2 separate regions of the Mus musculus genome follow, and region 2 is linked to region 1. Evidence: chromatin contacts called from public HiChIP or PLAC-seq data. All regions are on one chromosome and are shown on one strand. The core of a region is the stretch at or near the end of the contact, and the rest is flanking DNA. Distances in the headings are between cores, read along the strand shown.

Region 1 (3,181 bases), core at 517-3,016:
GACACCCGGTGGCACCTGGCTGCTTTGGGCTCCTCCATGCTGGGTTAAGAGACCCACAAGAGTGCTGGCTGAGTCGTGCTAAAATGAAGAACTAAGGGTGCTGCTGATGCTCATTCTAGGCAGGTTTGGGTAGTCTGGGCTCTGTTGGCCCTCCACAGCAGTAATAAAAGAAATAGCAACAAGAGTCAAGAAGAGATTCTCCCAGGAATGAAAAACTGGAAAACAAGACAAACCATGAATGGTTAAAGCCATGCAGACTGGCTCGGTAATGAGCTGCAAGGATGTGCATTCTCTTACAGCATCCAGTGGGTGTTTTTTGTTTTGTTTTGTTTGTGCTGTATTGTGTATATTTTACAATCTCTATCTCACTTTTCTTCTTTTTTCCCCTCCTGTCCCACCACCATTGTATATGGGATCCTATATTCCTTTCTCCTTCCCTCCTTTGCACTCCCTTTCTGTGGTTTTGTTTTGATGTTGTTGTTTCTTTGTTCATTCATTTGTTTTTGAAGTGGAGTCTTTCTGTTTAGTCTAGCCTGGCCTCAAAATCACAATCCTCTTGCCTCTGCCTCTTTGAGTTTGAATTACACACACACACACACACACACACACACACACACACACACACACACAAACACACACCACCTTGTTCTGAGTGTTTGCTAATTTTTATCAACTTTATACAAACCTAGACATATTTGGGAAGAGGGAAGGAATTTCAGCCGAGGAGTTGCTTGCATCAGATTGTTCTGTAGGCAAGTCTGTGAGGGCATTTTCTTGATTAGTGATGACTCGGGGAGGGCTCAGCCTCCTGTGGGTGGAGCTCCCTCTGGGCTGTATAAGGAAGGAGGCTGTGCAAACCATGAGGTACCAACTAGTCAGCAGTGTGCCTATGTGGTTTCTGTTTGAGTCTCTGCCTCCAGGTTCCTGTTCTGCTTGAATTCCTGCATTGGCTTTCATTAATGATGTATTGTTACCTGGAAGTATAAGTCAAATAAATCCTATCCTCCCTGAATTGGTTTCAGTGTCTAATCACCAGACTAGGGCACTCTGCATATTTGTGCTTCCTTTCCTGTAGATTTCATAGGGCGAAGTACAGTGAGATATAGAAGCACTACAACCAAAGAAACACTTGCCAGCAGAGACCCTGGACTTCTATCCGGGGAACCAAATACTTGTGACACTGGAGAATCTCCCTAGGGAGAAACCCTGTGTGTTTGCAGATGTGGAGTGCCTTATTCAAAGAGAGAGTCCTCTTATTTGGGGAAGTGAATGTGTGGGAAGGAGGAGGCGTGAGCATCAGAAACACAAAGAAGGTTTAACAGGCCTTTCCCATGTGTTGGAAACAAATTGCAGGATGGCTCTGATTTGGGGGACCCTCTCTTGCTGGGTCTGGGTATAAGATGAGGTAGGTTCCTTCCTCAGGGGAAGTTTTCTTACGGGCTGCATTTGGGGCCTCAGTCTTGATTAGGTCAATGTGTCTCCTTGGGACTTAGCAGCTTGCACAAATTGTGTGAATATTTGAGAGTATTCAAGTACAGGTGACAGTCTTCATAGGGGTGGGTGAACCATCAGTGACAGTAACTACAGGAGGCAGGAGTTTTAGATTTTACCCCCACCATGCTCTGTGACAATCCCTCAGTATGTGGTCATGAGGCTACTGTAAACATGCTAAGAGTTCTCTTACCATGCAAAATGGATGAACCATGTGGATCCTATGCTGAGATAGCCACTCCCAGGGGATCCTTGAACTCACCAAATCTACAGAAAGCAGGGCGGGAGCCAGGAGCTGGGGAGGAAGCAGGGAGTCAGTGCTGAAAGGGGACCGAGTTTCAGTATGAGAAGATGGAAAGTTCTGGAGGCAGATGGTGGGGGCGGATGTTAATTCTGCTGAGCTGTGCACTTGAATGTGGTCAAATGGTCAGTGTCAGGCACAGTGCATTTTACCAGCATTAGAAGAAAGAATTCTTGTTCAGACAAGGAGATCATCATGTGGCCCTTTAAGAGCTTCACCAGATGGTGGGAGCCAGAGAATGAGCAGCATACAGGAAGGCTCAGCCAGCCCTATGGGGATGGAGCAGAGTGAACCAGAGTCACAGAGCAGAAAGCAGTCACCAAGGAGAGAAGGGCCACAAGCCCACAGCTGCAATAAATTAGCTTCTTCCAGCAGCCAGAGTGAGCCCAGATGGGGGAATCTTCTAGAAGCCTCTAAGTAAGGCCCAGCTAACATGTCCTCTTGCCTCATGGCCTCTTGGCCTCATGAGAGGTTGAGTGGAGAACCTGCCCTCCATCTGGGCTCTGACCCACAATCAAACCTAGTGGATGGTTGCTACTTTGTTACTGTTATGAGAACACACATACACACACCATATGTATATCACACACACACACATACATACACACTACACATATGTATGTACACTGCACATACATACCACATACACACCCACACATACATACACAATATACCATATAGCACACACCTACTCACACACTGTGCATATAACACCACATACACACTACACACATACAGACATCATACACATACCACACCACCACACATGCACCCAGACACACCACACACACACATACACACACTACACTTATACACCACACACACATATATACATACACTACATACACAGACACACCATACACACATACACACATACCATATACACACCACATGCATTCATACACACACCACATACATACATACACCACACATACATACACACTACACATATACAACCACACACATACATACTGCACACCACATATACACATACATCACACAGACATACACACCATATATACCACACATATACACAAACACACACCACATACACACACACACACACACACACAAACATACACTCATTGCTATAGGCATGCCCCCCCACTAGGGAAGTGTTCAGGGGCTGGATTTCTTGGAAGTGATTAGATTGTGAGAACTGTGACCTAACCAGTGGATTAATTCATGGAGGGGTCATAATGCAATGATATTTTAAAAAGAAGACTAGAAGGAGAGGCCAACTTTGAGGAAGAGGTCACTGGGCTGTGCCTTTGAGAAGGGATACCCTTCTCCCTTGGCCCTTCTCTCTGAATATGGTCCTATTGTGGGGCCTGTAGGAAGTGGGGTCTGGCTGACAGAAGTAGATCAGAAGGGTGGGCTTTTGAAGGT
Region 2 (3,161 bases), core at 448-2,947, 450 kb before region 1:
CAACCACCTGTAACAAATTCTGACACACTCTCTCTTCTGGAGTGTCTGAAGACAGCTACTGTGTACTCACATACAATAAATAAATCTAATATATATATATATATATATATATATATAGAGAGAGAGAGAGAGAGAGAGAGAGAGAGAAAGTTATCCCTGGTTCCACCGTTAGGGCCCCACTGCCTTCGCCCGACATCCCATCAAGGGCCCCGAGCTGCACCCAGGTAGGCATCTTGGGTTCGGGTACCTGCTTTCTCCGGGAGAGAGTGGGTGTATTCCTGCTTTCTCCGGGAGAGAGTGGGTGTATTTCGGGTGGATGAGCCCTCCCAGGTGTTTCTTGATAGAGGCCCTTCCTTAGTGACCCGGAAAGGTCCCACCCCACAATAGCTTGGGTCCTCCCACTTCACCAGGGCTAGTTCTCCCGCCCCGGAGCTCGCTCCACCCACCCTGGGATCTGGGCTAGCCCGCAACACAGTCTCTGAGCATTCATTGGCCAATCAAGACACGCCTCCTGAGGCTCCCCCCCCCCCCCCACGGGGCTTGCGAGGTTCCCAGTGTTAAGCCTCAGCCCTGCCCTGGACTCTGGTTCCAAGGAAGTTGGAATTCTGACCACTCAAGCACCACAGGGTGTTCATTTAGGGTTGGAGAGTGAAGACTAGGAGAAGAAGGAGGAGGAAGAGGAGGGGGTATGGCTCTGGGATCCAGAAGAAGGGAAAGCAGAAGCCAGGAGAGGCACAGTGATACTACACTTGTGTGGGCAGTTCTTGTGCTCCAAATCTCTCTCCACTGACCAAAAGGCTTCTGGAAGCTATAGAAATGCCCCTCCCCCTGTCTGTCCTGTTCTCACATTTCTGGAGGGTCAACACTCTGGCCCTGACCAGTACTATCCATATTCATTCATCTTCAGACAGATTGATCACTGCTAGGAAACCAGACGCTCTTTTACACGCCCACCCCACCTCTCTACCTTGCAGCCGAGTAGGGTCAAGTCACAGGCCACAACATGAAAATCAGATCTCCTTTGCTGCATGCACACCCCAGCTCAGCAGATCAGAAAAGGGAGGAACTGGGACAGGGTGCCCAGGGATGCCCAGTGAGAACATGTCTCAAACTGGGCAGTTAGAGGCATGGCTATTGGCATTCTAACCAATGGATCAGGCCCAAGGCTCTGTCTGTCCCCAGGTATGTGCCGTATGCTTGGGGTAGATTCCACCTTGAAAATTGGGATGGGAGATGTGTTGCAGGTGTGGATGTTAAGTGTTCTCAGTTCCTCTGCCAAGAGGTTGTAGGAACCCATCCCAGCTCCCGGAGGGTTGGAGGAGACCCAGTTAGCCAGGGCTTCCATGAGGGATGAGAGGGAGGCTGATTATGGAAAGGAGAGGACTCTGAGGCCAGGAATCTCAGGACTCCTGGGGTCCAGAGTCCAGGCCCTTCTGAAGTCCATGGGGGTAGAAGTGAGGGATAGTTCCTGTCAGGTCAGCTCCCTGATGGGGTTAATTCTTACCTAGTGTGCAGGTGACATCTTTATTGGTGTCAGGGTTTTGGGGGCAGAGCTTGGGGGTTGAGTAAGACTGCCTCAGGATAGTTTGGGGAAGGCCAAAGGTCCTCCAGCGTTCATAATAAACAGCAATGGGAGCAGGCTACTTACCCACAAGCAGAGCTTGCAGTTGTGGGGGAACCGGCAGGCCAGGCCGAATGATTCTAGCTTTTGTGCTTGTTCTGAACAGGCTCCAGAGGGGTGGGGCACTTCCTGGTTGTGAGGGAGTGTGGTAAAATTGCCCTTCTGGCTAGAGAGGAACAGGGAACCCTAGAACCTGGGATCACCTCCTGAAGAGGAAGTAGCTTTCTCTAGGGATCAATATCACTCACATGAGGCCACTGTTCTGCCAAGGGGACCAACCCAGGCTGCTGTAGGAAGGGCTGATTCTTATCTGGAGCCAGGTTGGGAGGCAGCTTCCCAGTGGGGTCCTAAGGAGAAGCACAATGTATCAGGTGTAGGAAGGGTAAGTCAGGCAGTAAGAACAGTGTGGCAGGGCATAGGGGTGAGCTCAGGCAACTGAGAACACCTGATAGGGCTTAGACTTAGGGGGTCCTGCGGGGTTAGGGGCAAAAATAGAGGGGTGTGAGCATGGCCACAGGTGCAGAGAAAGTGACTACTGTGTGCTGGTGTTCAGGATAGCCCGGAGCTTCCCCAAGAAGAGAGATGCTGCCTATATGATTTCCTGGGCCTAATGATGTGTCTATGAAGCAGGAACCTCCTTCATCCATAACCATTGAGTACCTACTGTGTGCAGGTGACCTATTTAGTGGATATCATTTGTTTATTTTTGCCAATTTCATACATGTATACAATGTATCTTGTTTGTATGCACACTTAACTTTCTCTTCCCATTTCCCCTCTAATAACCTCCAATATACCCCTTTCTTCTTTCATTCTCTCTGTCTCTGTCTCTCTCTATTTCTCCTCTCTCTTTCACTTTAGAGTTCCGTGAGTGCCACTTGTTAGACTGTTGACTGATGCTATTGCCTTGATCTTGTTGAGGTAGCTATGGCTACAGTGAATTCCTTCCCATCCTCTGGCTCTTACAGTCTTTCTGTCCCCTGAACCTTGGAGGTCAGGTTGATGCAGATGCCCCATTTAGGGCTGAGCTGTCCACAGTCACTCATTCAGCACTGAGTTATGAATTTCTTCCTCAACTGTTGCTCACTGCAGAGAAGCTTCCCTGGCTAAGACTAAGAACAGCACTAGCCTTTGTCTACAAACGAACATTTAGAAGGGAGTTTGATGACATTCACTTAGCAAGACAACAGGAGTAGATTCCCTAGAGCCTATGACCGCCCCCCCCCCCCACGCCATATTTTGACTGAGTTCACAGTACCAGGGATGAATTTCCTGCTGTAGAGCAGGACTTGGTCCAAACCAAGAGTGATTGGTTACCCCCAGACCATTTGCACTGAATCTGCACATCTTGCTTGGTGGGTTGGTGTTGTAGCATGCAGGGTTGGCTGCTGGGTAAGACCACGGATGGCTTTTCTCTCCCTGTGGCCTGCTAAGCACCATCCAGCACTGTGAAAGCCAGCCAGCAGGCTTTCAGGCTAGTTCCGGCTGGTTTCTCTGATGTCCTGGAATCAAAATGCATTGAGCAATGGGTCTATGCCCT

The links. HiChIP or PLAC-seq counts read pairs in DNA pulled down with a chosen protein or histone mark.
Region 2: a contact with region 1 is called in an H3K27ac HiChIP or PLAC-seq map of microglia, with 5 times the contacts expected there. The contact joins the promoter of Slc22a18 here to the enhancer-like site in region 1. A contact is called at or near these places in 1 of 39 promoter capture datasets (macrophages), 9 of 484 Hi-C or Micro-C datasets (the AtT-20 cell line, LSK cells, the N1E-115 cell line and 6 more), 5 of 115 datasets of contacts at active chromatin or transcription factors (bone marrow-derived macrophages, fibro-adipogenic progenitors, microglia and 1 more) and 4 of 9 other capture datasets (adipose tissue, embryonic stem cells, liver and 1 more).

What each region holds. Positions count from the first base shown.
Region 1 is chr7:143,019,611-143,022,791 of GRCm38.p6, reverse strand. R74862 (expressed sequence R74862) reads left to right here. Exons shown (of 5, transcript NR_110354.1): 5 at 1-1,008. Among named protein-coding and RNA genes, the nearest start is that of Tspan32, 16 kb to the right of the region's middle. Within about 2 kb of position 1,766, at least 38 of the 459 cell types and tissues checked have an H3K27ac peak or open chromatin away from gene starts, as enhancers often do. A contact at or near this core is called in adipose tissue, bone marrow-derived macrophages, microglia and 1 more, where this site is marked.
Region 2 is chr7:143,472,325-143,475,485 of GRCm38.p6, reverse strand. It overlaps Slc22a18 (solute carrier family 22 (organic cation transporter), member 18), which reads right to left and starts at 1,697. Exons shown (of 11, transcript NM_008767.3): 1 at 1,649-1,697.